Linked DNA regions of Gossypium hirsutum: regions 1 and 3 are each linked to region 2. A link is a contact called in public Hi-C data. All regions are on one chromosome and are shown on one strand. Each heading gives the region's core, a stretch centred on a gene start, on an enhancer-like site or on the middle of the called end of the contact. The rest is flanking DNA. Distances are from core to core; before and after follow the strand shown. Region 1 holds the start of LOC107918301 (Golgi apparatus membrane protein-like protein ECHIDNA). Region 2 has its middle 10 kb from the start of LOC121220348. Region 3 holds the start of LOC107910625 (GDSL esterase/lipase At3g62280).

Region 1 (2,996 bases), core at 255-2,754, 500 kb after region 2:
AAAAATATTGAACCTGCTGCAACAATGAAGAAGAAAGACTTAATTTTTTATTCAAGAACTTGATGGACAAATGAACACACATTGGCTATTTAATGTAGCCATGCTTACATACCAAAAATACCATAAATAACAAGCTAGTCTAACAACTAGATAACTACCTTAACCAACTAACTTCATATGTTTCATACTCATAACATCAAGATAGTAAATTTATATTAGAGGTATAATAAAGATTAATTAAAAATAAAGGGAAAAAAAGAAATTGAAAGGGACTTGACACAATATGGCGCGGACAAGAATAAAGAACAAAAATGAAAAAGAAAGGAACTGAAACTTCAGTTCAAATGGAAATTCCAAGCACAGGGGCGCACCCTCCGATGCACATATATGTACTTAATCCTATTTGAATTCTTTAATTTAATCTAATATTAAAGATAAAAAAATAAAATACTAAAAAATCAAAAAATTATTCTAAAGATAAAATACTAAAAAATCAAAATATTGTTCTAATGAAAAATTAGATGTTTTTTACAAATAAATCTCAAGATAAAAGTTTTCAAAATAGATCATTATCTATCAATTTTTTTTATCCAAAACTTTTACAACAACCCAATTGAATTTTTTGGTTTGTTTTTGCACCTAATCAAAAATTAAATAATAAACCCAAAATTAGTAGCACCTCATTTAAGAATTTATCAAAATTAAGCACCATAAATATGTCAATTGGGCACATTATCACTCACCATACCAACCTACTCCTAAGAATTGTATAATGTAATTAGGGTGCTCCAATTACACTTAATTTTGTGAGATCCACTAATTATAATGATTACTCAAACATGCCGCACATGTGTAATTATAAATAAATACACTCAATCTCAATTACTAGGTGACTTTTAAAACGCTGCTTATAAAAATTGGTGCAAATAATTGAAGTGCACCAATTACACTAGTCATATCATACAAATATTTACAAATAATTGCACTCAAATTCAATTATAAAACTCAACTGTCAATTCAACGAAATAAATATGGACCGAAATGTCAATATGACAAACTCAATAGCATAAATAGGACCAAACTCACAAATAATTAAACCCAAATTATTATTAAACCAAAGATCTCCTCCACTAAATAATTAAGTTATTTGACAAAAGAAAAATAAGCCCCAAATTATAAGTTAGACTGTTATGATTATGATTCGATTTATACCTGAACTGAACTCTGTATAATTTAATGCAAAGCTGATTAGTAAAAGCCCCATCCTTACGGACATAGGCAGGCCTGCATTTATCTGGTGCCAAAAAGTTAGACCCAATTCAGAACCAATTTCGCGCTATCTAAATCGCTACTCGACTCAGTCCAATGAACAAAGTGACTGTCTCAAACCCCCGTGCCCCCCCCCCCTCTCCCAAAGGTCCACTTTGTTGAAAAATAAACAACGTTTCGTGCGAGAACGAGGGAAATTTTATAGGAGCGAAATGAGCCAAAGCACAGACCCACCCCCCTTCCCTACAAACTTGTTCTATCAAAATCTCTGAATTTGTCTATAATCCATACAAAAGAAAAGGACTATTACAGTTTACATTTGAATATTCATCTCATTCATGGATCTAAGCCAGGTAAAATTCCCCCCCTAAACCCAAACTTAAAAAGACTTTCATGCCATCTAATTTCTCAGATCATAACATTTTAGATTCGGGTTTCTTGTTATTTACGTATATGTTTTTCATCTATTACATGACAGCCCGTAGAAGAAAACTATGCCAATCCCAAAACATGCTTCTTTCACGTCCTCTTCAAGGTGATTGCTGTGATAATTTTGTGCTGGTTTCGAGAATTGCATGATTTCATTTCCCCCTGGTTGATGTATAGTGTCTTTTCGGACAGGCCTCGGCTTTGGCATTTTACATGCTTTCAACGCTGTTTGCGGATAGTTTTGTTATCATCTTTGTGATCACCGTCGTGCTTGCTGCACTTGATTTTTGGGTGGTCAAGAATGTTAGCGGCCGTATCTTGGTGGGGCTTAGGTGGTGGAATGAAATAAATGAGCAAGGTGAGAGCATATGGAGATTTGAGTGCCTTGACCACGAGGTTTGTCCTTTACATTTTGGTTACCCCGATCTCTTCATTTGCAAATTCCATTGTTTGACATTGTTTTTAACCCCCCCCCCTCTATGCAGTCCTTAGCTCGTATTAACCAAAAGGATTCTTGGTTATTTTGGTGGACATTGTATCTTAATGTAAGTAATTATTGCGACAATGGATTGGAAGTCACTTGCTGATGAATTTGCAATGCTTTCACTCTGATATGCTTTCAAGTTTTAACATTTCTTACTTTCTCGTCCTTTTTTTTCTATTCAGGCAGTTGCTTGGACCATCTTTGGGATATTTTCATTGGTTAGACTTGAAGTTGATTATCTCCTAGTTGTGGGAGTTTGTTTGAGCCTTGCCATTGCCAATATCATCGGATTCACCAAATGTCGTAAAGGTATGAGATTCCGCCGTTTCAGATTTATAGTAATTCTTGTAGGACGATAAATCGTGTCGAAAAAAAAGCTAAAGGGTGATATATTTAGATCACACACCATGGCAGTCCATGTCATTAGCTTGGTTTAGGTGGATTTTGCAAGGCTCTTGAAGCATATCTAGTCAAAGTTTTTTGTTAATGAAATAAGCTACAACATGCCATCCAACAATTTGTGTTATTGTTTGAATGCAAACCATTATAAACTATAGTTATCTCTAGCTGTCTAACAGCCCTGAGTGCATGAATGGGTCTGCCCAGCTTTGCCAGTCCAAGAGACCAAGAGTATGTAGGGTAGAGGTTAAGGTTATTAATTTGCTCTCACTGGCTCATACACATAGAGACTAGGTTGAGCTAAGGCTTTTTTTTTTTTTTTTTTTGGTTTGATCATTACAAACCAAGGAGAGGAGCGTATAGGTGACCCAAGACTCGAACCCAGGTCTATGATGCCAACGAACAACAACTTTAC
Region 2 (2,918 bases), core at 213-2,712:
TCATCAGGGACAACACTGATTTGTTGAGGGGTTTGCCAACTCTCGACGAACAACACATTACAGAATTCTCCATATGGAGTTGACCTCCCCTCAAAAAGGCTAATGTAATGTATTGGTTGTTATAATATTGATATTTTGAAAGTTTAATTAGAGCATCTTGAAATTTAGAGACTAATTTAAAATTTAGGTAATAGTTTAAGAGTATTTGGTTTAATGGATCTTAAAAATTTTAAGAGAAATAAAAAATTAGTATAAATTAGAAAATGCATATCATCAAGGTTTTAATTACATTAACCTTTGTATTTCGTAACACAACATATTTTTATAAGAATAATATTTGATACACTATTAGTAGAGTTTTTAGACTTCATAAGTAATATCAGAGATAGGCAAATGTTTTATAGGTGCATAATAAAATATTAAAAAAACACAACAATTTTTGAAAGTTGTTTGTAGAATAAAAAAATTACATTTAAATACTACACCAAACTTTATTAATGGCTTTGAAGTTCAATTTGGAAGAAGTTTGCCCAATGGAAGTTGCGTTTATGATATATTATGGATTATTATTCTATATGTGAGTCGGCTTTTTTGGTACATACATGCATTAATTTTGTTTTAAATAATAGGATTAAAATAAACTATATTATTAGTGACTAAATCATGAGTAAACTATACATCCAAGCTTTTCTAGATAACCAACTCCTACAAGCTATGGTAATGCAAGAGAGGAATATAGGCATCAGTAATCAGGTCAGCACAGCATCTCCATTGCTTGAAATGCCATCTTTGTTACAGATAGTGCAGGTTAACCTAATTATATGGAGCCATTCTACAATACCATGGGGTGCATCCACAGGAGGTTCTGTAAACTTCATATCCTATGGGAAGCTCTTATTTTTTTAGCAGCAAATTAGAAGCACGAAGTCCTAGTCAACCTCTACGTTCAAAATGACATTGAGCTAAGCAAGCTTCTAGTAGGAATGAAGCACAACTGCAACTTGAAACACATGGCCTGTGTTGAAGTCGTAATCAAACTGAAGTGCTTCGTGGCAACTATTCATGCTGGATCAAAACATTTCCCAAATAACTTATATATAATTTATATGAAAGTAACTCAAATCTTAAAATTTCGATTTTCAAAACTTCAATATCATTGAATCTAAATATTAATATTTAAATTAAAAAATAACCAATCGGAATAAAAAACAAATCAACTGATGTGAGGTAACCAATTATTTTAGTATGAACAATGATGATCCTAATTATAGGGGACGTGCATAGTTTATATGATTAGTAGTAAAGTAATTTTGTTGGTATAAAAGTAATATTTTTTTTAAGCAGCAGTAGCTATGGGCATGCAATGATTGGTTGGAAAGAGAAGGAACATGCTGGTTCATGCTTGTTCAACCTAATCGTCACAAATGGCAAACATTGGTCCCATTAAGCTAAAAGATTGGACGACCTTCAAACAAAACTACCCCACAGCACTTAGAAATCAACTGTCCCTCAACCACCCCCACAATCTCAGACCACTGTCTCTGAGATGGAAAATGAGCCTTTTCTCTCCCTCCAATCAAAACCTCAACTTCGACCCACTGTTGAAGACGACCATCATGGCACACCATCAGAAATCCAAGACAACTCACAAATTCAACCCCCTTCAAAGAAGCATGGTTCTCTCCATCGATGTAAAACGGCTCCAGCCATGGCTGTCATGCGTGACCGGAAGCCTAAAACACCCCAACTGCCTAAACCAAAATCCGAATCCAGCACCATTATCAGGCAAGCTTTTTTCTTGCTATCCCTTTACTTGTTGCTCGGTGTGGCTATTTACTCTTTCAACAGAGATGAATTCTCGGGTATCGAGACTCACCCAGTTGTTGATGCTCTTTACTTCTGTATAGTCACCATGTGTACCATCGGCTACGGTGATATAACCCCTTTAACCCCAGCTACCAAGATCTTCGCTTGTGTTTTTGTGTTGGTTGGTTTTGGTTTCATAGACATATTGTTGAGTGGGGTTGTAAGTTATGTCCTGGAATTGCAAGAGAACATGATTTTGACTGGTATCCACATCAAGAAATCGCAACAAGGGTTTTCAGCTAGGAACTACATCGTTGATGTAGATAAAGGAAGGATGAGGATAAGGCTTAAAGTTGGGTTAGCACTTGGGGTCGTGGTGCTGTGCGTTGGAATTGGAACCTTGATGTTGTATTTCTTGGAGAACTTGGACTGGATCGACTCGGTTTACTTGTCGGTTATGTCTGTTACTACGGTTGGGTACGGGATAGGGCATTTAAGACCCTGCCTGGAAGGTTGTTTGCGGGTGTTTGGCTATTGATTTCAACGCTGGCTGTGGCTAGAGCCTTTTTGTATTTGGCTGAAGCTAGGGTTGATAAGCGGCATAGGAGGATTGCCAAGTGGGTGTTGCATAGAGATATCACTATTCAGGATTTACTAGCTGCTGACATCAATAACGATGGCTTCATCAGGTTGGGTTTCAATCCTTTTTAGCTATTTTTCTATGAATATATGACAATTAATCTCTATTTTTTCTTGAAAATTGTGGTTGCAGTAAATCGGAGTATGTCATTTACAAGCTGAAAGAGATGGGGAAGATTGGGGAGAAAGATATATTGCAGATATGTGATCAGTTCAGCAAGCTGGACACAAATAACTCTGGGAAACTAACTCTTCCACAGCTCTTAGAAAATCGCTTGTGATATTATTCTTCAGATAAGCTTAATTTATAACTTATATTCTTTTGGCTAGAGATTCTAGAGGTTATCATTTCATTCTTGGATGAGCATTGAATGGGAAATTTTATGCACATTCAAGCTAGAAGAACTCAATTCTATACGTTTCTCAAGCCGCTGTGATGTGAAAAAGAAAATGGAATTAGCAGAAAGATAGAA
Region 3 (2,762 bases), core at 143-2,642, 360 kb after region 2:
ATTACAAAAATGATTTTGTTAGTAGGAAGAATCGAAACCATGAATCCGACACTAACCCGAATTAAGTTTAATGAAATGAGATGGACTCACTTGAATAGCTAATTTGATTTCTGCAAGAAAAGAAGGGATCTGTTTGGCTACTGGTTCATATGTCAAGTTTGATGCATACAATGCCATTAACAGATCATTTTGTCCAATGTCGATCATGTATACAGCGCTGCGGAACCCCTTTTCATCTATGAAACTTCCTGTACCTGAGTATATATATAAAGCAAAATGTGTTTTGAGGACGATTGATCTTTTGTCGCCAAACCAGGAATCCGACCACTAAGTATCTTTTAAAAGCAGTTTTCAAGCGCACGTTACCTGTTTTTTGGAGTTCAATTGATCTGTTTTTAAAGCGAATGAATTGGCGAACTTGAACATCAAGAACAAAGGGGACAAACTGCGGCAGGGTCATTGCACCAGATACAGCAAAGTTCACTCCACTAGGGAAGTTTGGAGCCAATGAGTCTAAATATGGGCTCAAATAACTCAAGTTCAAGTGTTCACCTACCAACATAGAGCCACAAACTTGGATTATCAAAAGGCTCAAATTAATGCATGCAACATATAGCTTATTGTCTCCTAACTTCCATCGCCTACCAAATCAATTTCTTTGAAGAAAATAAGGTATTAAGAATGGTTGAGGAGAAATTGGACTTACAGAAGAAGTCAATAATGAGACGTCCATCCCCTAATCGTCCAGTGCCTCTATGGAAAAAAGTGATGCCGTGAGGAAGGCCGATGGGAAGTCCGGTGCCGGCTAGTCCTCCGGTATCCGAATTTGAATCACCGAAATTGATAATAAGTGGTCTACCAAGGCTGCACTTTGAAACATCAATCATAGCAAGGAAAACCCAAATCCAAAGAAGCAATATCAAATCCTTAGAGAACCCTCCATTATCCATTTCTTAAGGGGGGTTTTTTGATTTTGAGAGCAGATGGTAGATTCACTATAAAAAGACTACATTTGGCAGGCATTGACTTCCTGTCTGGATTGTGTAAATCGATCCATGAGTTCAGAAAGTCAAATAAATTTGCAAATGGAAATTGTTTAATAAAGAAATGGTTTCTATCCAACGGTTCCCATGTGATTCACTTCACATGGAAAGAATTGAACAAACTCTTATGTATTTAGCCCACTCTCAACCTTAATGGACTCTGAAAACCTGTGAAGCAAAAACAGTTTATCAACACCATACATTCCCATACATAAGACAAAAGTGGTATCAATGCATCAAATGTTTTTGTAGCATGATTGAAAGGTTGAAGAAGGCAGCCATGCTTGTCAAGCGCGCTAGCATTTACATGATTTTGAGGCAATGCCCAGTATTGCAGCTTTCAACCGCAAAGTTTTCAACTTGAAGGTAACCAAATAGCACAATTTTCTTGGTCCTATTACTGTTAGGCATAGACAAAACCTGAATTTCCTCGAAAAACAAGGACTAAATCTTGGGCCGTCTAGTTTATTTGGTAGTCTAGATTTGGATATATCTAGCCATCCACTTGATTCAAAACATGGGTTCATCGTCAGCCCCAACACTCTCTCCTTTTGGGTTTTTTTTTCTTTCTTGATATAGGTTAGTAGCCCGTTTATATAAAACTCTATATGATGAAAAGTTAAGCGCGAGGTTCTGCCCAATGTTCTTGTTCTTCAAACACAAGACAAACATGGCTGCCATTGCAAAATTAAACTGCTTGCTATTCTTCTCATTTCTACAGTTGCAAAAGTAAACTCCTGATTATGTTCGTCGGTTCTATAGTGGCATCTGTCTCGGATGTTCAGAATTCTAATAGGAGAAAATTTGAACAAAAAAATATCATCGGAGAAGAGAAAAGAAGAAAAGAAAATCAAGAGAGATGAGAGATGAACAAAACAGATTCTGAAAATACATAACTGCCTTCCTCCCATGAATGGTGCTTAAGAGGAAGGGTAACAACTCCTGAAACAAATTGGCAAGTTGCTAACTAACAGTTGCCTCAAAACCCACCATTTCATTAAAGTTTCTTGAAGCAAAAGGTTGCATTTACAATACAACTAAACAAACAATAACAAAAATTCAAAACTGGCTTGACCGCTGGTATTTTCTTCCATAACAATTACTCCCCCCTTTAACCAGATCCTTGTAGCAGTATGGTTCCCTTTTATACCTCTCTATGACGCGAACCGGTACCTTGAGAAGGGCCCCATTAGTCCCTACGAACGGCAAACTAGGGTGACTGGGAGCCTTGCCAGTGTGCTTCTTAAGTTGGGACATATGAAATGTAGGATGAATTCGAGATCCCTCACTAAAGACAGTCTGTAAGCAACCTTTCCCACCTCAGCTTCCACATAATAGGGTGACAATTTTTTGTTCAATATCTTCCTCATAGTGTGTGTCGAAACCATTTTTATTTTGGAAAAAACAAAAAATTAGGTGTCAATAAAAATTAGGAGTCGCCACTAATCTTTTATTAAGGTGTGATTGGATCACTTAAAAAACGACTTTGGTCTACAAATTTCAGAAAAACAGATTCGGGAGTCAGTTACGTACGAGGAAGGATTAGTACCCTCGTAACGCTCAAAAATTGATACCAAATTGATTAATTAATGTCTTAAAGTCGAGAGTTAAAAAAATGTGATCCTTAATTAAATTAAATTATTTATTAAGACTCCTCATTTTGAAACAGAAAACATCACACCCAATACGTTAAGGCACGATATTTTATTTTTCAGGATG

The links. A called contact is a pair of places that touch in the nucleus more often than the background predicts.
Region 1: a contact with region 2 is called in a Hi-C map of leaf, with 1.7 times the contacts expected there. The contact joins the promoter of LOC107918301 here to the enhancer-like site in region 2. A contact is called at or near these places in 2 of 34 Hi-C or Micro-C datasets (both in leaf).
Region 3: a contact with region 2 is called in a Hi-C map of leaf, with 2.0 times the contacts expected there. The contact joins the promoter of LOC107910625 here to the enhancer-like site in region 2. A contact is called at or near these places in 2 of 34 Hi-C or Micro-C datasets (hypocotyl and leaf).

The regions. Positions count from the first base shown.
Region 1 is chrD08:47,140,666-47,143,661 of Gossypium_hirsutum_v2.1, reverse strand. LOC107918301 (Golgi apparatus membrane protein-like protein ECHIDNA) reads left to right here and starts at 1,504. Exons shown (of 6, transcript XM_016847831.2): 1 at 1,504-1,622; 2 at 1,748-1,804; 3 at 1,891-2,094; 4 at 2,184-2,243; 5 at 2,365-2,491. The coding sequence starts at 1,608.
Region 2 is chrD08:47,635,960-47,638,877 of Gossypium_hirsutum_v2.1, reverse strand. It overlaps the pseudogene LOC107910587. Among protein-coding and RNA genes, the nearest start is that of LOC121220348, 10 kb to the left of the region's middle. Within about 2 kb of position 1,462, at least 6 of the 9 cell types and tissues checked have an H3K27ac peak or open chromatin away from gene starts, as enhancers often do. A contact at or near this core is called in hypocotyl and leaf, where this site is marked.
Region 3 is chrD08:47,276,201-47,278,962 of Gossypium_hirsutum_v2.1, reverse strand. LOC107910625 (GDSL esterase/lipase At3g62280) reads right to left here and starts at 1,392. Exons shown (of 5, transcript XM_016838537.2): 1 at 707-1,392; 2 at 367-552; 3 at 91-254. The coding sequence starts at 950.